Linked DNA regions of Mus musculus: regions 2, 3, 4, 5, 6 and 7 are each linked to region 1. A link is a contact called in public HiChIP or PLAC-seq, Micro-C and promoter capture Hi-C data. All regions are on one chromosome and are shown on one strand. The core of a region is the stretch at or near the end of the contact, and the rest is flanking DNA. Distances in the headings are between cores, read along the strand shown.

Region 1 (3,770 bases), core at 680-3,179:
GCAGACTCCAGAGACACACACACAGGAGACCACTGAGCCAAGGGATGACCGAGCACAAGGAGGGAGGAACATCTAGGAGACTGGGCCTGTCTGGTACTGCAATGAGGAACAGGGATAACACTTACCCCGTCACCAGTGAAGGGCAAGTATGTTGAAGAACCAGACTTGAGCAGATCCTTTCTGATCTAGAATCCCGACTCACTGGTCAGTCATCTCTCTACTGCTGACACTACTCAACTGAGTAGCCTTTGCCACTGAATCCCAAAGCTCCTCTCCACCACACAAAGGGAACAGCAAGAGCAACCTAAAAATCCCCAACACACACCCACCAATCCAATCCTTGAGAGCATTCCCATGACAGGAACTCAATGTGTACCAAGGAGGGAAAGGGAGAGAAAAATCCTGACATTATAGTCAAATAAAAATCTCCAAACTCCCACATTCACCCACTGACTTCAGCTTCGCAACGTCTTTCAATCACTTCATTAGTCATGTACCTGCCAACCTAGCTGTCCCCTGAAATGTAGACAGAAGCCTTTCAGGAACCGAGCTGGCGCTTTTCTTCTGCCAGGAAGGCTCCTTTCCCTATACAATTCTACAACTCATGAAAAACCTGCTTCCTTGGGGAAGCCTTCTTTGATTTCACAGATCAAGGTCCCAGGCCCATTAGGCACAATGGATAGCTGGCTCCTTCTGGAAGACCCGTGACTATGTGACTTTGCTGGTCACCTGCTTTCCCAAACTATCAGATTTGCAATGGCAAGACCTGTGCCAGGGTTTTATTCGCCCATTACATCTCTACCTAACAAACAGCAACTGCAATTAAATATCGAATAAGTGTGTGGGGCGCTAAATTCTGTGCTAGCAAAGGTGTCATCTTCTAAGCAAACGACCAAGGCGAGGCACCAAACGTTTAAAAATAAAAATTGTAAGAAAAACATTAGCTGAGAATACTTTTTGAGTCAGGGTCTCACTATATAGTGTTTACCGAGTCCCCTGGCTTGAGTTAGCCCAGGGCAGTTCAGGGAGACGGACAGCTTACTCTTCTTTGGACTGGCAGCAGCAGCAGCAGTCAGGAGTGCTCTGCCAACATGACACTGTCAGGATGGCACCAATTCTATCCTTAATCTTCAAATATTTCTAATGTTGGAAGTCAAGGTGTACTTGGTCTGGCACTTTCTAAGAAGATAAGGCTGGCCTTCAACTGACAGAAATCCTCTTGCCTCTTCCTCCCTCTAAAGTGCTGAATTAAAGGCACGAACCATCAAGCCCTGCGATAGTTTATTAACTTTGTAGTTTTGTTAACCTAAGAGAAATATTTCGCTGTCTTGTTTTTACCACCGCGTTGACGTCTGAACATGGTAACATGTTCAACTGTGGTTCTCCTCACAACCAATGTACTCCTTGCACGATTAGAAGTCGTTGTGAAGTGGTGTCACACTCTGCAGCGAGTGAAATTAAATTACAGAATCTGGCCCCTCTCGGTTACCGGTCCGGACAATCCTAGTCACTCGATTTAGTTGTAGGTCCTTATGGAACTTGTTACACGTGACATCCCGCCATTATCAGGGTTGACAGTTGGTTACTATGGGAACGGCTACTGACAGCCCAAGCAAGCTATCTCACTGAACTATTCTTGACTAACTCCGAGCCGGGCTCCGAGGCGCCGCTGTGCCGGCTACTGCCCCGAAGCTGAGGAGTCCGCTCCCACTCACCCGGTCCTGGGCCCTGCGCATCCTTCAGCAGGGTCTTGAACCGCACGCCCGTGAACTCCTCCGCTCGCGTTCGCTTGACTGTGCCAGCGGGGGACGCCGCGCTGCTGGGACCCTCTGACGCCTTCCTCTTGGGGACCCCCATGGCCCAAACCACCGGGCCAGCAAAACGGCACCCTCGGAAAACCCACGCGACCGGAAGCACCGGCGGCAAGGAAGGGGCGGGACTGGAAGGAAAGGCGGAGCCTATGAGGGGAAGCCGGTAAAAGAGCCGGTCTTCGGGTGAGAAAGGGCGGAAGGGGCGGGGCCTGCTGAAGGGGGCGTGGAGAAGGTAGAACACCTGGGGGCGGGGCCTTCTGGGGCGTGTCTCTGGGTGGTGTGGGCGTGGCTTGGTGCTTGGGTGGGGCCTGTAGGGCCTGGGATTTCCCCAAGGGTTCTCTGGCTGTGCTCTGCCTGCAAAGAAAAATCACATACCCGCCCTTAGCTGCAACAATCTGGGGCAGATGGATCAAAATGCTTCCCCTGCTCCCGCAACTCCCTGAGCAGGAAGAACTCCCAGACCCACAAAGAGCAGCACAAAGAGCTCAGATATTTAAAAATCTCTGAGCATTTTAATGATATCCTTTGAACAACTTCATGAGATTGATACTTCCTCAGTTCAAGCCCCCTGCGTGTAAGTGTAAGCCGGGTGAATTCCCGAGGGCTTGACATCAGGTGGACTTACCTCTGAAAAGCCCTAGCTTGGGAATGTGGTCCAGAGTGTCCGTAACCCTGAATCCCCAGTTTTTGTCACAACCCTAGCCAGAAGGCCTAGGCTGGTTAGATGTCATTTCAAGTAACCTCCATCCACGCTTGCTTCCCCCAAACCTTGATGCACTCCTTCTGTGGTGCTGAAGGCCAGGGGCGATCAAAGAAAGCAAGCATTTAAGAAAACCTCCTTGGACAGTGCCCGCATCTCAGCACCCTCGTTAAAAAGGAGACAACAAAGCCGGCTCTCCCCAGTCCTGGGCTGGAGAACGGCAAGTAATGTAATGTTTAAAGAACTGCTTTAAGGGGACAGAGAGTACGATACAGTTTTTATTTGTTGTAAGCTGTTGATTTACAGGCTGCATTCAATGCTCTGGCAAAAATGTGGGAAAGTAAAAACAGTCAGTTGCATAATTAAAAAAAACAGATCTTATCAATATCTTGGTATGTATTTAAAATTCCAAACTAGCCTGTTAGTTGGGAAATCGATGGTTTCTGAAATTCTCTGTCATATTCTTCTAGTCTAATAAGGCACACTTTTGGAAGCAAGTATCTTTTAAGCATCTAAGAATGTGGTCCCTGTCACTCCTATGATTTTAGAGTCCCTAAGAGAAAAACAAACAAACAAACAACAACAACAACACTTGCCTTTGACTTTGAGCCTGTAGCCTACAGAAACAACTGCATCTGTGGGAATCCCTAGGTCCCGGGCCTGTCAGAAAAATGAAGATGACTAAAACCATGAATAATTTTGAGAGAAGAGGCTGAAGACCGACTTGTGACCAATTGCCCATGTTGACACTCACCAGGACCCAAACAAAAGGCAGCAAGAAGAAGGAAGAAACAGTCTAAAGCCTTGAGTTTAGCTTATGTGATGTTGGGGGAAATTATCATCTCTCTGTACTAGTGGAAGTTATAAATAATTGGGGGTGGGGGTGTGGCTGGGAGGGTGATGGTCTCAGCTCAATCCCCAGAACTCACACGGTGAAAGGAGAGACCTCCTCTCACAAATTGCTTTGTGGCCTCTACATGCATGCTGTGGCAAGTCTCTCTCTCTCTCTCTCTCTCTCTCTCTCTCTCTCTCACACACACACACACACACACAGCTCACAAAATATTTTTTAAACCCACAAGAATTAGTGAGACCAGGGAACTTACCAGGGTACTCAGGATCCTAGCCTCAATTACATAGAAGCTGCCCCTGTCCATCCTAGCCTTAGATAAAGGGATACCCGATGGCAAGTAATTACTCAGAATTACAGATGGATGTTTGAGACTGGCTCAGAGCAGTCCTCTAAATAACTAGGCCAG
Region 2 (3,770 bases), core at 466-2,965, 880 kb after region 1:
ACAATTATAGTCAACTAGCTGCACAAGTCCGTATTGTCCACTCCAGAAGGACTTCCTTAGGGAACATCATACAAAGATCCTGTCAGAGAAGCTGACTATGTGAACACTAGCATGAATCTTGGGCACTCTCAGCCTGTTCCCAGTGGGGAAAAATGCATCTACCTGTAACTATGAGCAAGGGAGGGCAGACTGTTTCTCAACTTGTGGGAAGTGTTGAGCTTGATCCCCAGCACAAAGCAGGCTTTGGCCACCAGAGCCCATGTCTAGTATCAAAACACCTGTATAGAAATAATCACTCTCAAGTTTCTCTTTTCTTCTCAGAGAAGGTTCTCATGTGTCCCAGGCTGGCCTCAACTGTCTCTGCATCTGAGGATGCTATCAAAGGCCTGGCAATCCCTCCTTCACTCCAGTGAGACAGCTCTAAGTGTACAGCATCATGTCCCATGTAATTCATGGAATTCCTGGGGATCCAGCCCTGAGGTCTTTGAACATTAGGCAAGCATTTTACAAACTGAGGTTCAGTCCCAGACTTTGAATTCATTCCTGGAACTCATTTTTTCAAGAGAAAAGCTTTTGAGAAGTATGTTTATTAGAATATACATTATATTCAGCCCTTTGAAAGTATTTCCTAGAGTGAGCCATTGAGATGGCTCAGAAGGTAGAGGCACTTGCTTCTGGCCTGCCTGACAACCTGAGTCCAATCCTTCTACTCACACAGTGGAGGGACTGGCCTCTACACACACAATTGTGGCACAAACTAGAAATGTAATTTTTAAAAGTACCTGGGACAGTTCCGTGCCAGTTCTTTCATGAGATGATGTGTCCTCCCACAGCAAGTTATTTTCTTCATTAGAATCTAGAAGCTGAGGTTAAGAAAAGAGTGGTCCTTTTAAAACCTAAGCGATGAGGGAATGTGAACTATGTAAGGGCTCACCTGGCACACCAGGTTCTCAGGAGAGTGAGTGGGAGCTCACATCCATACAGTACCATGTTTCATTGCAGATTTGTGCCTGAACTTATCTAAACGGGAGGAAAGGCCAGACTTTGACGCATTTAATAACTGATACAAAAATCTTAGACCAAAAGTTCCAAAAAAGCTTTATGAGTAAAACCAACATTTGTAAATTCTGACCCGATTTATCTTCAACAGTCCACAGTAATTTCAAGTGCCTGAGAAAAAGGTCTTGAAAGGATGGTGAGAAGGCAGATTCTGTGGCTTTCCATCACAGTTCGGAGGACTATTCGAGCCACCTTCCTGGGTATCCATCCCTAAGTCCTTCTTACAGGAGAGGGCAGCCACCCCCTCCCCCGCCCCAGCTCAGGACATCAGCCTGCGGCGGCTGTTCGCGCCCATTCCCACCCCTGACGCCCGGCTGCGGGACGCGGAGACTCACCGGGCCCGACGCCCCCTGAGGACCGCGGAGCGGCTCTTCGCTGGCCTCGTCCGAGACTCGCGGCCGGTTGTCCAGGCGAGCGAAAGGGTTCCTGCGGGCGATGGTCGCGGCGGCGCCTCCTCTGCCGCCGGCGGTCGGGAAGGGGCGCAAGGGCAGCCCAGCCGCCAGCGCGGCGCGGCGGGGCGCGGGCTCCGGCAGTGAGGCGGGCACGGCGGCACCATGGTCCCGAGACCTTTTCCGGCGGAGCCGCACGGTCTCAGGCGGCCTCTTGAAGCTAGGCGAGTAGCCGGGCACCGAGACAGCCATTGCGCAGCACCGAGGCAGCTCCGCAGCCCTGCCGGGGCTTCCCGCGCGCCCCGGCCCCGCCCAGACCCCGCGCTGCTCACGGACTGGAGGCTCCTGAGGCCCCGCCCCGCCACGGGCCCGCCCCGACGGAGCATGCGTGCCAGGCCGTGCCGCCCCGCCCAACAGATTTCCCGGTGGCCGCTTCCGGCCGGGCGCGCGCAGCTCGCGGCTCTCCTGCTGCGAGGTCGGCGTCGCTGAGAACGCGACGGCGGCGCGCGGCACCCGGTAGGGCTCGGAAAAGGGATTAACAGTACCAACTCGGCAGCGGGCGTAGTGTCAGCCCCGGGTACGGAGCATGAATGCACAGCAAACAACACATTGATTGGTGGTGATGGGCAGTTACTTCTCTCCGTGAGAAGCCGCAATATCATTCTGAGAGAGACGGTGATGGGCCGAGCTCAACACAGTACCCACGAGGGGGAAATGTCCGCCAGCTTCAGGCTAGCCGCAGGCCAACTCTTCCACCCTTGTCCCCAGTGCCCGACCACCGCAGCCCTCTATGCAAATGCCGTCACTACTACAGGACCAGGTACTATGATTCCGTATGATCTCGGAGAAATTCAGAGTGAATGAATATTTAAAAACATTTTAAATGCCAGTGGATTAGATACTTTGAAGTCGGAAAGTACAAATGCTAAAATAATGGCATCAACGGTTTGTTAAGGAAGGTGTTGAGAATGAAGTTGATAACAAAATCAAATGACGTTTGGTATAGCAAAAGCATGTGACAGATGTATTTGCTAGAATAGTGTAGCTTTTGCTGAAAGCAGTTTTCTTAATGGAAAGAATTTTATAGCAGAGGCAAAGTGTACAGATACAATAACTAAAAGAAGCTTTTGGAATGTCCCCTTCAGATGGTAAAAAAATTATCTGGATTGTTTGCACATTAATTTTGGAAGTATTTTTCAAATATGTCAAATAACCAAACATCTTACTGTGGCAGGAAAACAGGCTTAAAAATATAAAATCTTGCTTTATCGTCCTTGGTTTTTCTCAACAATTTCCAAAGAAAACTGGCTTCCCCCACTGGTGTGGGTGCATCCGACTGAGATCAGGGAAGAGAATTAAAATTGAACGACTTGCTTTTTTCTTTCTTGATTTTTCTGAACAACTTCCATGGAAACCTTTGCCTCATACAGTGGGATGGGCTCATCGAGCAGAGGCCTGAGGAGGGAAATGATTCGAGATGTCAGGCACAGGCACAGAGGAGCACAGCACGCAGGATGCAGTAGACCACACATTTGCTTATTTTCCTTTATCTAACACAAGCAGCTCGAGCCTTTAATCCCAGCACTGGCGAGGCAGAGGCAGGTGAACCTCTGCAAGTTGCTGGTCAGCCAGCCTGAGCTAGATAGCTATCTTAAAAAGAAAAATCCAAACAGAAATTACAAATGCATTCATTAATATTTCTGTGGCTTAAAGAAGTAGTAATTTCCCCCCTTTTCTTTCTTTTTTAAAACTGGGTTTGTCTTGTTAGCTAGCCCAGTATGGCCTCAGACTCATGACTCTTAGCCTTCCAAGTGCCTTGAATACAGCTGTGTGCCACAACACTGGGCTAAAAGTGTTTAGGTTTTGAAAGAAAAAATATACTACTCAGTCCCTTTATCTAATTCTTACTTTATAATTGATATAAAATCCCAATTTAAACAACCTTGTCAAGCTCTGAATTATTTCAAATTCTTTGGCTAGAGGGGAAGGAGAAAGGAGAGACACACAACAGAATGGGGGTAGGGGTGTGGGGGAGAAAAAGCACAAGATCCTCTCTCTGTGGCAATCCTCACAGGTGCACAAGCAGACACATTTTGAGAAACATGAAAGAACAGCTATTTGTCTACAGTGAATTAAAAAAAATATATACAAGTACTAGATATACCATAAAATTGGAATGAATACAAACTCTTTATGTCTTTGAGAATTGAAAAATGATGATTTAGTTTTTTGTTTTAGCATACCTGAAAACACCAGCTGATAACTTCTCCATCACATCTTTTAAGATACGTAAATGGAAGGATTGTTAAGGTTCAACTTAGC
Region 3 (3,770 bases), core at 788-3,287, 740 kb after region 1:
AAAAAAAGAAAAAAACTTTGTTTTCACTTCACAACTACTGTTGCTCTACATAAGCTATAAAACATGGCATTTCTCAAGACTCTCATAGCTACCGGACACTTCCCTATGTGAGAAGTGTGTCAGATAGAAACTTCAAGAGGAAAGACACAGAAGCCTTATCAAAGTGGCTAAAATCTCCTACTTTGCAGATCTCCAGGGACTGGAGATTCGCTCAGCAGTTAAGAGGGCCTGATGCTCTTGCAAAGGCCCAGAATTCCAGGACCTCACAGCCATATGTAACTTCACTTCCTGGGAGGTGATAATCTCCACAGGGCCCTGCACACACACACACACACACACACACACACACACACACACACACACACATAAATATTTTTGAAAGCATTGTGATTGTGTTCATGCAGTGCTGGGACCAGTCTTTGCTCTCATGGTTTTGGAAGATGCAAATAAAACACCCTAAGGTTTAGTCTTTTGCTGTGTCCACAATAAGCCTACCTCCAAAGGGGAGAAGCAATGGGGAGGTAAGAGAGAGAACACAGAAATGGCGGCACACAGCACAATCAAAGCAGTTGCTCAGAGGGACAGACAGAGCCAGGAGTGCTACACACACAGGAAATGCCAGACCGGAGTTCCTGTTATCTTCCGCTGCCAGCTGCCAGATCTCAACAGAAGACTCAGCTATCAACGACATCAGGGTTCCTCTAGGCAGGAAGGGCAAGAGAGTGGATGCCAGCACCTAGCTGGCCTTGCCCTGACAAAGTTGCCTTGGGGAAAGGAGAGAAACGCTTGTCTTTGGGGGGTTGTATGCTTGAGGCATGGGGTACAGATCCAGGGAATATGCCCTTAGCACTGTGCTGAGGGAGGGAGATTCTAGACAGGGGTGTGGTAGGGAGTGGGGTGAGGCAGTAGTAGCACTTCCAAAGGCTTACCATTTGGGGTCAAGACCACAGGCTGAAAAGCTTAGTGATCACAGGTCCTTCGTGGCTTTAGCTGAGTCCTTTTCCTTACCCTGTCTCATAAAAATAAAACATGCCGGGGGCAGGGCACGGGGCACTCAGAGGGGTATACTTATAATCCACAGCCTGTGTGGTTAGGTTTTCTCTCCTCTGCGGTTTTCAACACGTCCTGTTGAGAGGATCCCCACAGCCCTCCTCTTCTCCTTGGCATGTAAGTACATTTCTGGGTCTTGAAATTCTCAAGTCATAGTTCAAATTTTTGCTAGATAATTTCATCACGTATTTTTATAACAGGCCAACTTCTGGAGCCACAGGCACAAGGGAAGGGTTTGGGGGCCCACGACTAACCCCTGAGAGGTAGAGATGTGAGGATCTGTGAAGTTCAAGGCCAGCTTCAACTACAGTTTAAAGTGGCTTCCTAAGACTGAGGCCTCAGCGGTTAGGAGCAATAGCTGCGGTTCGATGACCCCTTTCTTTGACTCTTGTCTCCCTCTAACCATTCCTTTCGTTGCCCCCTTTTTTGTGGCCGAGGTGTGAACGTCTCTGCCAACAGGCTGGCCACTGGGGAAGGCTCAGGCTGGGAGCCTATCCCTGCCCTGCTCTGGGGTCACTTCCTCGTAGCTTCACAGCCACAGAGGGCCAAACCCACAGACTATTAAGCAACCAGTACAGTTCCTCTAGCTTTTCTTCCTCTGTGACACCACGGCCTAGAGGGTCCTCTCTGCTATACCCTTAAGTAGCCCTTTGCTTAAAAGGATTCAAAGCTTAGCACGATCTTTCCGGTCATTAAAGAGAACAGAATTCAAAATAAATGGGTCCTTAAATCGTACGTGGCGGGAGTCCGAAGTGGGGTGGGGTAGGGTGGGGATGGGTGTCCACGGGTCTCTCCAGAAGGATGGTACTAGAGATCTCTGGCCACACATTGGAGGTCGGCTCGGCGAGGTGTGGCCGGAGTCACCGGGGCTGTGTGCTGGGCTGCGGGGGCCGCGGTTCCCGGGAACACCGGGGAAAGTCCCCACGGGCCGGGCGGGGGCGGGGCCGGGCGCGGTGGGGGCGGGGCGGGACGCAGGCGGGGCGAGGCGGCTCTGCGGCTAGGCTGGGGAAGAGGCGGGCGCTCGGCTCGCCATGGCCGCTGCGGTGCGAGTCTGAGCGGCGTCCACCCCGCGGTCCCGGGCCGCCCGGGCCATGCGGCCTTTGCCACTGTGGCTGCCGTCGCTGCTGCTCTGTGGGCTCGGTGCCGCGGCGTCCTCGCCAGGTAAGCGCGACCCAGGAGACCCCCCACCCCACCCCCGACTCCTCGGGCTCTCCTGGGTGTCGCGTCCGCGCGTGGGTGGCTCCGGGAGCTTGCACCCGGCACAGGGTGGGGTTCTGCAGTCGTTCCCGATCTGCGGGTGACCGCGATCGGACGGGGCACCGACCAGGAGGAATCTGCAAGAGGGAGCTGCAGTGAGTGTAGCGTGGACCACGGGGAATTCCAGGCCTGGAGGTGGAGAGCCCAGTTCGTCTTTGGCTCCTTGGTGCCAGGGAGATCAGCTGACGGGCAGGACCAGTATTTGTCTGGGCAGCCTATAAAATCCTCGTACTCAGTTCCTCGGGATCTTATAGATGGGGAGCAGAAATGCCTGTGTCCCCTCCAGTGTATGGGGACAGAGGGTCAGCTGAGGCACACTTTTAATCTCAGCTCTATCCTACTCCGCCCACACAGCCCTTTACCGGGGTTCAACTTCCCACTTTTGTCACCAACCTGACTGTATTTATGAGCCAGTCATCAAAACCAACAAAAGAAAGACATCACTAACCAAGAACATTCTTCCTACGTGATTATATTTTGCTGGGTTCTTTCCCGTGCAGAGATCATATCAAAGCTTGGATATCTGGAGTCCACAGTGGTAGTGGGGTGCACCCTTGTGAAAACACAGAACTCAGGATGAGAAAAAGGGGTCCTGAAGTTTCTGGCCGGCCGGGCCGGCTTGGTTTACTCAGTGGGTCTTGCTGTTGTTGTTTATTTTGTTTTTTTTATAGTTTGGCCATTAGTTAAATAAGCCTACGAATTGGGACGTTCCCTCCCATTGGAAGTGGTGTTGAGGAGTTAGTTGGTCCTCTGTCAGCATCCCTGCAAAGGCCCTTAAGTTCCCTTTCTCCTTAAGGGCAGAGGAGCACAGGAGGATGAGTGGGTTACGCAGTTAACTTGTTCTCCTGGAGTCAGACAAAGACTTTAAACCCTGGCTCTGATGTTCCCCATTTTGCCTTGAGCAATCTGTGTCTGACACACCCACACACACAGGTCTCCTTTGGAGGAGAGCCTGCGATTGTCTGAGATGTCTGTGAACTATGTGTTCAGAAGTTGATAGGCGTATTTAGAAACTTTACAACAGACATTTTTCTAATGATTAACTTTTTATTATGCTCCACAAAAGTCGTGGTCTGTGGCTCATTAACAACAAATTGGATCCTTAGATATTTTGAAAATGGTAGCCTTTTGTAAATTTCTTAGACTCTCATGCCACTCTTAACGCGAAATTTTCACACTTTTTTTTTAAAAGAAAAACTAGGATATGTTTAAAAGAAACCCTTTTAGTCACAGTGCAGAGTGAAAATATTGACATTGTTCTTGCGGCCAACAGGTAATGAGAAGATTCCCATAACTGTTCCATAGGTTATGAATGGCCCTCAGGAATCATAAAATTGCTTTTAACAACATATTCATGTTTTGCCTGCATGTCTATGTATGTCTATGCACCACTTGAGTTCCTGGTGCTTACGGAAGCCAAAAGAGGCCATCATATCTCCCAGAACTGGAGCTATAAATAGTTC
Region 4 (3,770 bases), core at 837-3,336, 550 kb before region 1:
GTCTAGTTTTACATAGGAAAATGAATAGATAGTGGTTACTAAGACATATTCTAGATAGAGAAAGAGAGAGAGAGATGAAGCGACAAAGGGCATTCTCATTTGAAGTAAAAATACAGAAAGAAAAACTGTACCTTCCAAAAGCAAATCAAGTCATCTTCCACAGGAATTTCTACCAGCTTAGAAACAAAGCCTTTCACATACAGAAATTCTATTCTTTCTGTTTGCTTGCTTGCTTGCTTTTGCTAACTTTTGTTAAATGCTGACCAGTTGCACTATGTTCTGATCATGGCTTTCCTCCCCAGCTCCTCTGAGACCCTCCCTCCCTCTCATCTGAATCCACACCCTTTGAAAACAAACAGGCAGCTAAAGAACAATAAGAGAAAATAAGATAAAACAAAGGCAAACACACTGGGACAGGACAACACAGACACACATACAGAAAAGCAGACAGACGCCAGTACACTTGCAGGACCTTCTGTCACTGGCAGATATGCACTGTACCTTCATTGTTGGTGACATTTTCTGCTACTGGAGCAGCATTACTGGTTCCTGCTGCCATGTCCAAAAGAGGCTGAATAATTTCAATTTTGAACACTCCATTTTTTTGCCAAAGATTTAGCACACGAACTATTTTACTCTGTTATATGTAAGAAAATGAACATACAATAAATATTTATAGAAATAATGTATCATATCTGATTTTAAAGAGAATTACTGTTTCATAAGGGAAAAAATCCACCAGAACTATTACCCAGTTAAACTCAAATTAACCTTTTCTCGGTGGTATGATCCAATGAAAAGGAATATAAACAGAATACACAGCTAGCAAATACAAAGGAAGGTAAACACGTCAAGAACCATTTCTAATGCTCTTATACAGACTCTGCAAACCCACAACGCCTCTCCTCATGCAAATGTCGCTACTCTCAGACACGGGCACTTTCCCTCTCTCTCTGGTTTGACCAAACCAAGTTCCCTTTTCTGTTACATAACTTCTTTAAGAATTAAGAGAAACTAAAGCAGCAGGTTAAGTTAGTGTTAGTGATGTTTACTGTGAATTCCCACCTATTTAGAATGCATGTATCGTTCATGTTCGTTCCTTCTTTCTTTCAGTGAAACTGTGTGTGTGGTGTGTGTGTGTGTATGGTGTGTGGTGTGTGTGTGGTGTGTGTGTGTGGTGTGTGTGTGGTGTGTGTATGTGTGTGTGTGGTGTATATGTGTGTGTGGTGTGTGTGTGTATGTATGTGTGTGTTGCAGTCTTACTGCAGATTAATCACTTGCATGTGTGAATGTTGGGGAAGAACAAATCTGGGTCTTCTAGAGTATGCAAAACCCTGGTGAGTATTTTCTCTCACACAGAGTTGTTGTCTGTCTTCCTTCTGTAGCTTCAGCTTGCTGTTATTAGCAATCTGCCCACTAAGTGCTGAGATCAAAGGATATGTGTCTCCATGCCCACTAGCAATATGTTCTTTAAGGAAAGATAATGCTTCCTGAACAACCTTTGCTAGTTTCTTTTAACTGCAGGATATGTAACATGAAATGTGTAGTGTACAGCGCCTAGCTGTTGGCTGTTGTTACCACGCCGTTTAGAAGAGGCTTCCCATGCACAGAGGTAAGGCACTCCTCACTCGCCAGCAAGCTCTGCTCTGCTCTGCTCAGGATCTATAACTCTGGCTCCTTCTATGATTCAACATTATAAAAGTCCTTGTACAGAGGCCAAGTGACTTCTCCATTTCACATATAAGCAAGAATAGGAAATGACCACCGTAGAAAAAACTGACCTTACAATTCAAGATCAGTACATGAAGATATCACCCAGTAACATAAATAACAAGTGTCAACAACGTGAACGTAAGCATTGTGTGAGAAATATAAAGAGGAAATAAGCTGGACAAAATGCAAAATGTTAGCTTGTTACGTTTTAACCATACCTTATCTTCAGATGGACAAAGATATAAATACTGGAATGTAGCAGTTATATTTTTAGAGAATCTTGGCCCAAAAACATCTTTATCAGTTCCAAACTGGTGCCGAGACTGTCTCACGATGGAGTCGATGACATACAGGCCTGGAACCTTATATTCTGGCTTACACTGCAAAGGGGAGGAGACAAGCTTAGACCAAGGAAAGTGGAATCAGGAGGTGCAATGGTGTATGCCTCCATGCCCAGTATTCCAGAGGTGAATCTGACCCAATCTGGTCTACTTAGTGAGTTCCTGCCCATCCAGGGCTACAGAGTAAAACTGTCTGGAATTAGAAAGGGAGAAAGAAAAGAAAGAGGGAAAGGGAAGGAAAGGAAAAGTAACGACAAAGCCCAAGCACATCCACCACCCACTATGTCACACATCAGCTCGCAGCTCGCCACATGCACTGCGCACTGTGCAGCAGCTGCTCACGTGCTCCAGCCATCTCTCTATCTGGCTGTCAGTGTCACATCTGTCAATAGTGACACTCTTTGTTACTTCAAAGTAGCTCTCAGGACTTTGTTTCCCCAAATCCTTGACTTCACTTCCAAAACTTTCCAGAGCCACTTTACCAACCCACTTTCCTACAATTCAGTCATTCTGAGTCTTGAATAACTTCCTGAAGTTACTAAAACATACTTTTAAACATGCTAGTTTTACTTCTGTTAAAATATGTACCAGAGACTTCGAGGCCAGCCTGGTCTACAGAGTGAGTTCCAGGACAGCCAGGGCTGTACAGAGAGACCCTGTCTCAAAAAAACCAAAAACAAACAAAATATGTACCAGAGAAATAAAAAGTAAGAGGAAGAGTCATTTGGGTCTATAAATTTGACAAAGGAAACAACCAACCAAGTATTAGAAAAACAGGCATTTATATAGGAAAAGACATAGCCCTTTGTGGAAGGCAAGCAATTCAGCAACAAAAATAAAGCCTTAGTTGGGCGTGATGGCGCAAGCCTTTAATCCCAGCACTTGGAAGGCAGAGGCAGGCGGATTTCCGAGTTCGAGGTCAGCCTGGTCTACAGAGTGAGTTCCAGGACAGCCAGGGCTACACAGAGAAACCCTGTCTCAAGACAACAATAAAACCAAAACCAAACAAATAAAAAAACCTAAGACCACTCTCAGTTCACTCCTGAAAAAGACATGCTAATCATTCATACACACACACACACACACATACACACACACACTTACTTTAAGACAACACACAACTAAAGACAGCTTAATGATGATGGTAACAGAGAAAAGTCAGGGAAAATAAAAAGTAACTTCACCTGAAAAACTGACCTGAAAATCAAATGTCAACAGAGCAGATGAGGCAGAGTATAGAATGGCAGGCTCTTAGGGCTGGGACCAACACTATTCTCAGCTATGACAGAGCCCAGCACCAACCTCTCACCAATACTCAATGAACGGCAGAAATATGGGAAAAATACCTTTTAAAACTTCTCAGTGCTTAAAAGAAATTCAGTAAATATTTTTTAAAAAAAACAGTTACTGTGGACTGGAGAGATGGCTCAGTGGTTAAGAGCACTGGCTGCTCTTCCAGAGGTCCCGAGTTCAAGTCCCAGCAATCACATGGTGGCTCACAACCATCTGTAATGGGATCTGATGCCCTCTTCTGGTGTGTCTGAAGACAGTGACAGTGTGCCCACATATAGAAACAAATAAATCTTAAAAACAAAACATGTATCATATATGCGTGTTTTGTCTGTTTATGTATATATGTGTACCATGTGCATATCTGGTGCCCAGAGCCCAAAGAAGGCAAAGACTCCCTCACCCTGCAGTTCTGGAAGAGTGTCA
Region 5 (3,770 bases), core at 875-3,374, 540 kb after region 1:
ATTCCATTTTACATAATTCTGGAACGTAAATAACACACACATACACATGCACACGCACGCATGCATGCACGCACATATGAAGAAAGCATGGTGCTGGACCCAGCATGCTGCTGTAGCAACCTGCCAAGCAAGACGTGCTCACTGCTGCGATAACAGCAAGCCTCTAATGTGGGAGCCAACTACTCCCTGAGTGCACTTAAGGCCTGTTTCACAGAATGGAATCCCATGTCTGTTACTGTAATGCTGGCCAGAGGTCCAGGGCTAGAGAGGTCATAGAGTGGAGCCTAGTATTGTTATTTTACTAAATGTTCATATTGTAAGATCACCTTCTGAATATTTATGTTTATAGCCATACACTCGATAATGCTCTCCACCTTGGTCAGAGAAACTTCTTTTTGCAGCAGCAGTCAATGGAGAAATGCAGGATGGCTCCAAGTACTGAGAATAATCAACTGGGTGTTTAGCCTTAAATGAGATCCTTAGACCCACACCCCCTACACACACCAGGGTTCGGGGAACATCTCAAAAGAGAAGCTAGAAAGACCGCAAGAGCTGGAGGTGGAGGAGAAGAACTGTGAAATGCTGTCATCTAGCCCTGGCACGGCTGTCAGACTCATGAACTCGTAGCAGCTGCAGGTGCCTGTTACAGGACCTGTGTAAGAGCAAGACAGCCACAATTCCAGCACAGGTGGGTGTCATGGATACAGTTTCTATTGCAGCGATGAAACAGTGTGACCCAGGGGACTTAAGGAGGGAAGGTTTGCCTGGCTGAACTATCCCATTGAACATATGCTTTAGTGTAAACATATAGGGGGGGGGGGCTAATTTTATATCAGCTTGAGAGTAATTTTGTAGGAGGAAACCTCAACTGAGAAAAGGTCCCCACCAGATTGACCTGGAGGCAAGCCTGTGGTGCATCTTCTTGGTTGATGATAGATGTGAGTGGTTCAGGGGCAGTGCCACGCCAGACCAGTCATCCTATAACATATAAGAAAGCAGGCTGAACAAGCTACAAGGAGCAAGCCAGTAAGCAGCACCCACCATGGCCTCCACACCAGCTCCTGCCTTGTGTGAGATCCTGTCTTGACTTTGCTTAGGAATGGACTGTAATGTGGAACTGAAAGCTAAAACAAACCCTGTCTCCCCAGGTTGCTGTTCTTCATGGTTTTATTACAGCAATAGAAACCCTGAGGGGTGTGTGTGTGTGTGTGTGTGTGTGTGTGTGTGTGTGTGTCTTTATATATGTATGTATGTATATATGTGTGTGTATATATACGCGCACACATACATACATATACATATATATTCATTCTACACACATAAAACAGGGACTTCATAAATTTAGAGTGTAGACACATCAGAGACAATAGCTAAGTTATTCTGGGACAAAGCTCTCTCAGAGAGACTGCTCACAATGGGGAAGTGCTGGAGACCTTTGTAGAGACAGGAAAAGACCAGCTTGAACAAGGCTCCAGGATGACTTGACTCTTTGAGGAAGGAGAAGTTAAGATATTACATGTGAACCACAAGTCAGGTGCCAGAGGACAAAAATAATAACGTTGCATAAGCCCCGAGATGAGGCTCTGTGCATTAAGTGTTTGCCTGGCAAGTGTGAACCTTGCCTTCAATCCCCAGCTCCACACAGACCAAGAGTGGCGGGTGGCACACTGCTGCAATCCCAGCACTCAGTAGGTGAGTCAGGAGGATCCGAAGTTTAAGGCCAGTTTGGCTACATAGATACCTGCAGGCCATTCCAGGCTACATGGGACATGTCTCAAAATGATGGTGCTGGTGGCAATTATGACAACACCGTGACGATATATTGCATGGAGTGATCAATGTCTGAATTGCAAGCATTTTTATACTCACAGAGAAACGTTGCTCAAGGCTGGACAATGGCTAAATGGCAGCTAATTCCAGATCTCGGGAAGAAACTTTTCGCCATGGTTAGCCTGTTGTGCACATCATCAGAAGTGGTGTGTCAGCTCTGTGGTCTCTCAGAAGCGGAGACGGAATGAGAAGAAAGAAGGGAAGAGAGACTCCCTGGTCACACCACAGCAACCACCACGGGTAAAACAGAGGAGAAAGCAGAACCATCTACAGGGAACACGGAGAGGGCAGCAGCAAGCCCTCTTCAGAGACGGCGAAGCCGGCCCTGACCACAACGGGAAGTCCCTTCTCAGGCCCAGTAACGGTGGTATTCAGTTTGCATGGCCTGCTGAGAAGCCACCCATGTGTCTCTACACCACTGGCCATTTCTCTTCCTTCTTTCCTTCGCCTCCATCTTGCAGTGTCTAACCTGTAGAGGGCTAGGACAACAGAGCATCGATGTAGTTACTGTCGTACGTAAAATAAGGGCTAAGAAGCTGCGGCCACACACTGAGTGGTTCTGGTGTCAGGATCAAAATCTGCCAAGCACCATTCTCAGTGGGGTGCCCTCAGAAGGGGCTTCCACATTTGAGACCACAGATTCACCCTGCTACACATTTCCTTGAAAGCAGACGAGGTGTTTAACTGGATCTGCCACACCGCCTCCAGTAGAATCTGTGCGACAAGTTACACAGACTGAGGCGATTGACCTCAAAAAAGGGAGGCTTCCTGAAACCGGCTGTGGAACTCTTCTCTGGAGAAAAAAATATTGAGCCATAGTTCTCATGGCAATATCTCTGTTTTATTTTCTCTTATTCCTTCTCTTATTTACATGTTCCTGGTAGCCTAGGCTAAGATCTTAAGCGAGAATAGTGGGTAAGAAACCATCCCTAGAGATGGGGTCACTAACATTACCTTATCCCCAGGGAAACCAACACTTTACTTTCAAAATCATTTACAAAGCTATTACAATAGATAAAAACTTTCCCAACAGCCAGGCGTGATGGCACACACCTTCAATCCCAGCACTCAGGAGGCAGAGGCAGGCAGATTTCTGAGTTCGAGGCCAGCCTGGTCTACAAAGTGAGTTCCAGGACAGCCAGGGCTATACAGAGAAACCCTGTCTCGAAAAAGCAAAAACAAAAACAAAAAACCTTTCCCAACAATAAAATTTCATATGGCTACACGTGTGTCATCGGAGGTGGATTTTGGTATATGGTAAAGAAAGCCTTAATTAGAAAGAATTAAAATAGTTGATTTATAAGAAAATCGGGCACTAGATGTTAAATAATAATTGACCATGGGGCTGGAGAGTTAGTTCAGTGGTTAAGAGCACTGACTGTTAAAGATTTATTAACCTGCTCCTGGAAATATGCCACTAGCCTTGGACGACAGTCCCCACTGAATACATCCTTTTAGAATTGTTATATTTTGATGATTTATAATGATGTTACCTGTTCTGTTTGTGATTCACTGAATACATAGTTTCAAAGTTGTAATGCTTGGATAATTTTTGTGCTTTACTGTGCCAAATGATTTTTGTTGGTATCTGTGATTGTCTCACTGGATATAGTTTCTAAGAGATGTAATGTTTGGTTTTTTTAATGTATAAAACCCCCTGCTTGAGAGCTGCAGAATACACAGATTCAAACTGCCTCTGTGTTTGTTTCTGTTTGTCACCACCAAATCCTTACCCACCTAGCTTCAAGGACCCTCATTCCAGGGACCCCCCGTACCCGACTGGGGTGGTCCGTGGATTGAAAACCTCCAGCATCCTTTCAGTCCATTAAGACCTTGCATAGTCAGAGTCATCACTCTGTTTGGATGTAGCACATAGTAGGTGCGCAAGGAAAAGTGTAGTTGAGAAAGGTCTGTGAGCTCTAGCCCCACTGTCACATCCC
Region 6 (3,770 bases), core at 859-3,358, 520 kb after region 1:
TATGATTAAAAATAAAGTAAATCTTGAAAAATACTCAATGAGTCTACTCATTATTATGAGTTATGAAAGTCATGTGTGTCTTTGGATTTCCTCTGGGTTGACACCACAGCTGAGAGTGTTGTAGGAAGAAATTACCAGATTCTAGCAGAGACACATGGAAACCCCCCCCCCCCCAAACAGGAAGAAATTGCCAGGAAGCAGGAGCCAAGCAACAACAGGCAGAGGATGCCCAGTGTGGATTTTTCCCAAAGTGGACAGGGTATTGTGCCCATGGCCGCGAACTCTTCCAGAATATTGCCAGTCTCTATCAAGAGGCGTGAAGTAGAGACAGCCAGTTTGAATTTGGGCAGGACTCTGACTGCTTCTCTGAGCAAAATGCAGATGTGTAATGGAGGCCATGCCCAAATTCTCTGACACCAGGTAGTAAGAGGCTCACTCTCAGAGACTCCCCACCCTGGCCGACGGGCCACATGGAGCTGTCCAGCTCCTGACAGCCCTAGCTAAGATCTCAACCCGCAAAAGGCACCAACCGCAAACCTGTGAGTGAGGGGCCATTCTGGAAACTAGGTTTTTTTGCATGAACCCTGTTCCTTGGGGCATCCAGACCAAGCAAGACAAAGTTAGAAAGCCCTGCACATGCTCTGCTTGCTCCTGGAACATCAGGGCTGCCAGCTTGGACTTCCCCTTCTGAGCCTATTCTGACCTTTAATTCCTTCATGCATCATGTTGGAAGGTGAGGTCTGGTGGGAGGTGGAGTGTTCATAACGTAGTCATGACTTTCTACAGTTATGAATGAACCAGACCACACACACACACACACACACACACACATACACACACACACACACACACACACACATACACACACACACACACACACACACACACACACACACACACACACACACCAGAGCTTCCAGAGACTAAACCACCAACCAAAGAGTATACATGGAGGGACCCACGGCTCCAGCTGCATATGTAGCAGAGGATGGTCATATCTGGCATCAGTGAGAGGAGAGGCCCTTGATCCTGTGGAGGTTTGATGTCCCAGCAAGAGGGGTGAGGTGGGAGTGCAGGGGAGCACCCTCTTAGAGACAAAGGGGAGGGCAGATGGGATGGGAGGTTTGCAGAGGGGAGACCAGGAAGGAGGACATTTGAAATATAAATAAATAAAATAACCAATAAAAAAATTTTTTTAAAAAAGAAAAGAAAAAAATGACTGAACCAGAACAAGAGTCAGCCCCCTCTCCTGTTTTGCAAGCAGCTATTTCACTTCCCACCCCCACACCATGTTTAAAGCAACATAAAGCCCTTACGAGAGCTGTCCAACTGACCTTGAACTTCTCAGCCAAAAGCAACTCCTCTTCTTTATCAGTTACCTAATCTCAGATGCTCTGCTATAGCAACAAAAACAAAGAAATGACCTTTCTCATGTATTTCCATTTACTTCTCTGAGTTATTCAATCAAAATGACAGAGTAGAATATTCTCAAACAACTGCGGCCATCCATGGTTTAACCCATGCAAACTTCCCTGCCCGAGTTCAAGACTAAAACCAGACACTGTACCCGTCATTCCTTGCAGCTCACCAGACATTTGTAGTCCCCACTGCTCATCCAGAAAGAGTTGGAAGGAACTGCTGTGAATTTTACAGAAGTCACTGTGCTGTGACAAAGTTCACGGCTCTCTGCACCACCTGCCTCTGATTCCCACCAGAAGCCATCATTCCTGATTAAAGCAAACACTGTCAATTCGGCCACAGCCCCAGGACGTTCTGGTCCCCTCTGAAAACATTGCCAAACAGCTCCCTGATTGGGTCACGTTAGGTCACAGTATCCACGGGTGGACAAAATGTAGTAAAAATTTTATGGGCCACTTGAGACCTATTGGATCGGCAAGGAACAAGCTAGGTCCAAAAAAGAGCGCAGTTGGATCCAAGTCTTTTCAGAAAGTAGTCACATATGGAAACTTCCCCAAGACTTCTCTGGCCCCTCAGCAGCCGGTGCCTCCACCCCATCACTCTTCTTGTCAGCCCGGCCAGTGCTGCTATTCTCTTTCAGCTCCTGTGAACAAAGAAAATGTCAGAGCCGGGTCTCTCCCTTTTGTTGCAATTCCAGAGAGCTCTTCAGGGAAGAGGGTGGAGTTGGGGGTGGGGGCCTATGGCCTGTCCAGAGGGCATTATCTCTGCCAAATGTCTATAGGTCTCCAGCAGAGCTGGCTTAACTATGAGGAGTGGTATCTCTGTACATTTGTATGTGTGTGTGCAGGACATACAGGCATACACACAGGTCCCACCAGGGAGGGCCCTGAGCACCCTGCACATTTAGATCTGTTCTTGCTGGTGGTGCTGGGGAGCCACTGAGGATCTCCAGTAAGAGAGGAAACCATCCTCAGCTCTGTGGGGCTGCTGGATCAACACTAACATCCAAGAATTATAAGAGTCCCGAGGACCCATCGGAATCCTTGAGGGTTCCACTCCCCTGGGGGATCCCTGGGGAGGTTTCAGTTCAGAAACCACAAATGCAGATTCCTGGTTAGTTTTGTTATAGGCTAGACTCTTGGGAGATTTTTCATAGCCTCAGTTTCCCCATCAATAAAATGGGAAGAAAGGTTTGTTATGCCTATACCCACACACCAGCCAATGTTGTTAAGCAATAGCAAAAAGAGCAGTACTTTCTGGCTTATCCCTCAAAATCACTTGGCAGGCTTCTGAAGAGAGAACTCTCAGCTCTCAGGGCATGAAGGAAAACATCCTTGAGAGCGGTCATAAGAAAGGCAGCCCCTCTCACCACTGACACACTCACCGCTGAGTAACTTCCTTTGCTTTTCTTTATCCAGGGAGATTCTCACTTAGCCCAGGCTGGACCTTAGTCCACTATGTATCTAAGAATGGCTTGTAATTTCTGATCCTCCTGCCTCCACTTCCTAAGTGCTGTGCATCATAGGCATGGACCACCAGAAACCTTCTGTTTAGGATGTGGTATATATGGTATCCATAGGGTCGTGAATAATTATACATAACATATAACTATTCACATACATGATTACTTATATGTATGGATATGGTATGCTAATATAGACCCATGTGTAATCCCCAAAGGCGGATGCAGGCATGTCTTCCATCATAGCTGATCTTCTATAATCCATTCTTCTTCCATCGAGAGAGGAGTCTGTGCCCATCCGCCTTGAGTTTAGGCAGACTTTTAACTCCCCTGCAACCAACAGTCTAAGATGGGAGTGAGTTGCAGGACTCTGGGAGCAAAACCATAAAAGGTTATGCAGCTTCCACACTGGCCTCTGGCACACTTGTACAGACCCAGAAAACCAATGCCCTGAAAGGTCTGAGAGGCTGCTGTGCAGTCAGGAAGCCGTCGTGACCAGGCTTGTGTCAGCTTGGAAGAGAGTACCGCAGTTGAGAAAAATGTCCCCACCATATTGGCCTGCAGACAAGCCTGGGGCCATTTTTTGGTTGATGATTGATGTGGGAGACAAAGCTCACCGTGGGCAGGGCTTTACTCGAACAGGACAGTACTCAGGCCGTTCTGGGGGTTGTAAGGAAGCAGACTGAGCAAGCCATGGGAAACAAGTTAGTAAGTGATGCCCCTCCACGTCTCTGCTTCAGTTCCTGCCTCCTGGTCCCTGCCCTGAGTTCCAGTCCTAGCTTCCCCCGGGGACAGACTTACAAGCTATAATCTGAAATAAATCGTTTCCTCCCCAAGTTGCTTATGGTCATTGTCTTACCACAGCAGTAGAAACCCTAACTAAGGCAGA
Region 7 (3,770 bases), core at 906-3,405, 530 kb before region 1:
GTGAATGTTTCTGGTCTTTAAAAACACACGAAAAATTCTTGTTCATTAGACCTTCAGGTTAGCTTTCACCTCAAGAGGTGTGTCTGAAATCTTAAGACTGGCATTTGTGTAAATTCACCTCTATTCAAGAACCATTTGCCAGGCACCTGCTATGAGCACCTGCTAAGAGTGCAAGTCAACGTACAACTTGAGTAGTTAGTGAATTATCACTGACTTCTGGGATCCCACATTATTTTACTGCTTTGAAAATCATCTCTAGTCAACTCTTTTTTGTTATTGTTGTTTTTTTTTTTTTGTTCTGTTTTGTTTTTTCGACACAGGGTTTCTCTGTGCAGCCCTGGCTGTCCTGGAACTCACTTTGTAGACCAGGTTGGCCTCCAACTCAGAAATCCGCCTGCCTCTGCCTCCCAAGTGCCCGGATTAAGGCGTGCGCCACCACTGCCCAGCCTCTAGTCAACTCTTTCATCTCACTTCCCATCACCAAGTGCCAACTACGGCTGTCTGGAAAGACATGGACTCCTCAGCTGAGGAAAAGTATTTTAAGGGGGTAATTTGGACAGCAATAAATATTCTCAACTGCAGGACTAATTGGAGGGTCCCCTTCTGCAGCGCTACGAATAGAAAGAGAAGTAACAACCTAATACTATTGCGAACTGAGCCACAGAAATCTCATTGTGAGATGGAGCAAGTTCTGACACCACATCAACACGTGTCAAACTATGACATCAGATTCCTTCAGTGGTATTTGAAACGGGAAACATACCCCAACTTAATTCACAATAGTTTCCACTCTGTAACTGCGTTTTAAAGCATCAGTGGTCGTCTCCTCCTCCCACATCCATTCAGATAAATAAGATAGTATGGACTTTATGCCCCTAAGCAGCACATGGAACGATCAGAGATACAACTAGAGAGCTTTAAGGCGGCAGGCAGCTTTGTTCCCGGTTTGGGGAGGTTTTCACATGTAAATGTCCCTGAGGAAGGGAGCTGAGGATTAAGTACCCCGAGAGGGCGGTGCGAGGGTGAGCAGGTGGAGACCCAAGCAGCCTTACTAGCGGACTAAATGGGGCGTACACTTTGCTCTCCCATTCAACTTTTTAGGTGTCACGATGTACAGAAAGGGCACGTTCTAGATAGAAAGGCCAAGGGAACTACCGCTCTATGTTCATTTGTGAGCGTGTCAATCCAGGAGGTGGGAGGGCAGACACCCTCTCTAAGTCTCCGCCAACCGGGATCAGAGTCCAGCGGCCGCCGCGCAGCGCCGCGGCCTGAGCAACAGGAGAACCCAGGCGGCTGCTACGCCGGCCCCGGGACTCGCGGGAACTCCCGCCCCTGAGTCGGCCGAGCGCTCCGTTGCAGCCCCTGGCGGGATCCCGGCCCCGTAAAGCCGATAACGGGGCCGGGAGCAGCATAAGGGCCACGTTGAAGAAGCGGGAGTCGGCACAGGCCGGAAGGGGGCGAAGGGGCACTGGCGGGGGAGGGGCGCGGGGTCAGCCCCCGGCGGTGGCCGCGACCTCTCCCCGGCTCCAGGCCCGCTGCCCCGGAACCGGGGCAGGAAGCGTCCCCGCCCGGACTCGGTGCTCGAAAGCCCTCGGGCAGCGAGAGAAGCGGCCCCGGCGTGGCCCGCACCAGCCCTAACCCCAAGCACTCCTCACCTCCTGGTTGAAGGCGTTGACGGCGTCCATGTTCGCGCGCGTTGCGGCGGCGGCTGCGGCTGCTCCGGGCCCGCCGGTCACCTAGACCTGGAGCGGCGGCTGAGTAGGGCCGGGTGCCGGCAGGGCCCTTGGGCGTGGAGGGGGAGGAGGACGGGAGGCGACGAGCGGCGGAGGCCGAGCAGGAAGGGGCTGCGGCCGAGGCGGCGAGGCTGGGCCGGTCGAGCGCAGGCAGAGGCGGCGGGCCCCTGCTCAGTCCCGTGCGCCGGAGGAGGGATGGGAGGCGGCGGCAGCGCGGGGCTCCAACATGTCCGTTTGGCGGCGGCGGCTGCGCTCTGCGTCGCGCTGACACGGCCCCCCGCGCCCTCCCTCACGCACTGGCCCACACTGGCCCGGCCGGCGAGCGGGCGGGCCTCTCTGTCTCTCTCCTCTCTTTCGCCAGCAGGATGGCGGCAGCGACCCGAGTGCACGCCGCGCGAAGCACCCTGGGACAGCTCGGGCCTCCAAGCGCTTCCTGAGCCCGGCTCCGCCCCGCTCGTGCTTGGCTCCGCCCACGCCCCGCCCCTCCGCGCCCCACCGGCGCCGAGCCGCTAGCGTGTGACCGCGCGTTGTCGCGCGCTTTCCCGCCGGTTGCGGCTGCGGAGAGTTCCCGTCTTCTGGGCTCAGGATCCGGACGACGGCTCCCGGGGTGCATTGTGTCCGGGCAGGACTGCGCCCTGCTGCTGCGACAAACAAAGCGCGGAGGGTGAGCGTCTGCAGTCTCCAAGTCCCCTGCTTCGACTTGCGTGCGGACCTGGTGGACGCCCTGAGCAACTTCCGAGGACTGGGCTCCTGAACCCCTAACGCTAATCTCCCCAAACCCCGTTGGGTCGCTCTCGGCAGAAGTGTGTTCTGATTCACTTGAGTTCTCACCGCCTGCCGCGCGCTGCGACCGCTGTCTGTTGGGTGTGTGAAAAATGAAAGTTTTTCTGTAGAAACCTCACTTTTGTGGAGCATGAGTATAAAAGCTAGAAGGCCTGACTCGTACTGGAAGTTGGGGACTACTTCCCGTAGAAAAGGGCGAGCATCCTAAAAGAATTCGAGAAAGGAGGGGCCCTCTGGACCTTGCGCGCTGTGCTATCACCTCTCCTTGGAGGACAACCGGCTGGTACTTAGGGAAAGCAACTGGCCCTACCGAGACCAGATCCTAGCAGAGTTAGGATTTTGTTCTTAAGGGGGCATCATGCAGGTTGACATCCTGCAAAGTATGCATGCGGAAGAAAGTGGGGCCAGGAACAGCATGGCTTCGGGCCCTGGAGATGATGAGGCTGAAGGTATCAGGCACTGGAGGAAAGACAGAATGGTGTTCCGGAGGGAAGATGCACACTGCTTCTTGAAGGACATGAGTGCTGGGTTTGCGTCAACTTGGTAATAATTTAAGGAAGGAATGAGTTTGAGGGCGTAATGGCTAATCTTTGTCAATGCCTATGAACAGTGTCCTCATTTAAGTCAGCCTAGTTCAGTTAACCACCATGCCCAAGTTTATCTGGCTAGACGGTTATCTTTTCGGGCTCTAGCCATCTGAGCTGTCCCTGGGATAGTTAACTGAGGGCTTTTGCGATATGGGTAAAGTCCAGGAAAATGGCTGAGAGGAGGTAGATACCTGGGATTCAATACTGCACAGCTAACAGGAGCTGAAAAGTCAGACAGACAAGGAGCAGAGGTGTTTAAGAACAAGGTGTTTGGCCCAGCATGGTGGCACACGCCTTTAATCCCAGTACTGGGGAGGCAGAGGCAGGTGGATTTCTGAGTTCGAGACCAGCCAGGGCTATACAGAGAAACCCTGTCTCGGAAAAAAAAAAGAAAAAGAAAAATCTCAGCCCTAACCAAGGCTGTGGGTTCAACTCCGACAGGGTAAGGATCAGGAAATGCCTCTCCATAGGATAGCTGTGGTTAACAAGAATTAATAGTAGGGCTGGTGAGATGGCTCAGTGGGTAAGAGCACCCGACTGCTCTTCCGAAGGTCAGGAGTTCAAATCCCAGCAACCACATGGTGGCTCACAACCATCCATAACGAGATCTGACTCCCTCTTCTGGAGTGTCTGAGGACAGCTACAGTGTACTTACATATAATAAATA

What was found. Promoter capture Hi-C pulls out the DNA fragments that hold promoters and counts their contacts. A called contact is a pair of places that touch in the nucleus more often than the background predicts. HiChIP or PLAC-seq counts read pairs in DNA pulled down with a chosen protein or histone mark.
Region 2: a contact with region 1 is called in a promoter capture Hi-C map of pre-B cells, with 2.8 times the contacts expected there. The contact joins the promoter of Donson here to the promoter of Urb1 in region 1. A contact is called at or near these places in 2 of 39 promoter capture datasets (liver and pre-B cells), 1 of 115 datasets of contacts at active chromatin or transcription factors (astrocytes) and 1 of 9 other capture datasets (liver).
Region 3: a contact with region 1 is called in a Micro-C map of embryonic stem cells, with 3 times the contacts expected there. The contact joins the promoter of Ifngr2 here to the promoter of Urb1 in region 1. A contact is called at or near these places in 2 of 39 promoter capture datasets (liver and stem cell-derived epiblast-like cells), 1 of 484 Hi-C or Micro-C datasets (embryonic stem cells) and 1 of 115 datasets of contacts at active chromatin or transcription factors (pancreatic cancer cells).
Region 4: an H3K27ac HiChIP or PLAC-seq map of extraembryonic endoderm stem cells shows a contact between it and region 1, with 8 times the contacts expected there. The contact joins the enhancer-like site here to the promoter of Urb1 in region 1. A contact is called at or near these places in 4 of 39 promoter capture datasets (the 3T3-L1 cell line, cranial neural crest, hippocampal neurons and 1 more), 5 of 484 Hi-C or Micro-C datasets (the G1E-ER4 cell line and embryonic stem cells) and 3 of 115 datasets of contacts at active chromatin or transcription factors (astrocytes, epiblast stem cells and extraembryonic endoderm stem cells).
Region 5: an H3K27ac HiChIP or PLAC-seq map of microglia shows a contact between it and region 1, with 5 times the contacts expected there. The contact joins the enhancer-like site here to the promoter of Urb1 in region 1. A contact is called at or near these places in 2 of 39 promoter capture datasets (the C10 cell line and pre-B cells), 1 of 484 Hi-C or Micro-C datasets (palatal mesenchyme) and 3 of 115 datasets of contacts at active chromatin or transcription factors (astrocytes, memory CD8 T cells and microglia).
Region 6: a contact with region 1 is called in a promoter capture Hi-C map of embryonic stem cells, with 2.5 times the contacts expected there. The contact joins the enhancer-like site here to the promoter of Urb1 in region 1.
Region 7: a promoter capture Hi-C map of the HPC-7 cell line shows a contact between it and region 1. The contact joins the promoter of Scaf4 here to the promoter of Urb1 in region 1. A contact is called at or near these places in 13 of 39 promoter capture datasets (the 3T3-L1 cell line, 3T3-L1-derived adipocytes, the C10 cell line and 9 more), 1 of 484 Hi-C or Micro-C datasets (embryonic stem cells), 8 of 115 datasets of contacts at active chromatin or transcription factors (the 230-238 cell line, T-cell acute lymphoblastic leukemia, astrocytes and 5 more) and 4 of 9 other capture datasets (adipose tissue, embryonic stem cells, liver and 1 more).

What each region holds. Positions count from the first base shown.
Region 1 is chr16:90,808,484-90,812,253 of GRCm38.p6, forward strand. It overlaps Urb1 (URB1 ribosome biogenesis 1 homolog (S. cerevisiae)), which reads right to left and starts at 1,930. Exons shown (of 39, transcript NM_029497.1): 1 at 1,716-1,930. The coding sequence starts at 1,857.
Region 2 is chr16:91,687,013-91,690,782 of GRCm38.p6, forward strand. It overlaps Donson (downstream neighbor of SON), which reads right to left and starts at 1,716. Exons shown (of 10, transcript NM_021720.1): 1 at 1,395-1,716; 2 at 783-863. The coding sequence starts at 1,700. Cryzl1 (crystallin, zeta (quinone reductase)-like 1) reads right to left here. Exons shown (of 13, transcript NM_133679.2): 12 at 3,692-3,737; 13 at 2,310-2,903. The coding sequence ends at 2,804. It overlaps Gm10785 (predicted gene 10785), which reads left to right and starts at 1,886. Exons shown (of 6, transcript NR_040389.1): 1 at 1,886-2,268.
Region 3 is chr16:91,545,022-91,548,791 of GRCm38.p6, forward strand. Ifngr2 (interferon gamma receptor 2) reads left to right here and starts at 2,038. Exons shown (of 7, transcript NM_008338.4): 1 at 2,038-2,211. The coding sequence starts at 2,142.
Region 4 is chr16:90,258,210-90,261,979 of GRCm38.p6, forward strand. It overlaps Scaf4 (SR-related CTD-associated factor 4), which reads right to left. Exons shown (of 20, transcript NM_178923.4): 4 at 1,932-2,093; 5 at 502-637. Among named protein-coding and RNA genes, the nearest start is that of Scaf4, 24 kb to the right of the region's middle. Within about 2 kb of position 2,087, at least 3 of the 459 cell types and tissues checked have an H3K27ac peak or open chromatin away from gene starts, as enhancers often do. A contact at or near this core is called in extraembryonic endoderm stem cells, where this site is marked.
Region 5 is chr16:91,353,262-91,357,031 of GRCm38.p6, forward strand. No RefSeq gene overlaps it. Among named protein-coding and RNA genes, the nearest start is that of Ifnar2, 18 kb to the right of the region's middle. Within about 2 kb of position 2,125, at least 105 of the 459 cell types and tissues checked have an H3K27ac peak or open chromatin away from gene starts, as enhancers often do. A contact at or near this core is called in microglia and pre-B cells, where this site is marked.
Region 6 is chr16:91,332,608-91,336,377 of GRCm38.p6, forward strand. No RefSeq gene overlaps it. Among named protein-coding and RNA genes, the nearest start is that of Ifnar2, 38 kb to the right of the region's middle. Within about 2 kb of position 2,109, at least 23 of the 459 cell types and tissues checked have an H3K27ac peak or open chromatin away from gene starts, as enhancers often do. A contact at or near this core is called in embryonic stem cells, where this site is marked.
Region 7 is chr16:90,282,348-90,286,117 of GRCm38.p6, forward strand. Scaf4 (SR-related CTD-associated factor 4) reads right to left here and starts at 2,156. Exons shown (of 20, transcript NM_178923.4): 1 at 1,656-2,156. The coding sequence starts at 1,685.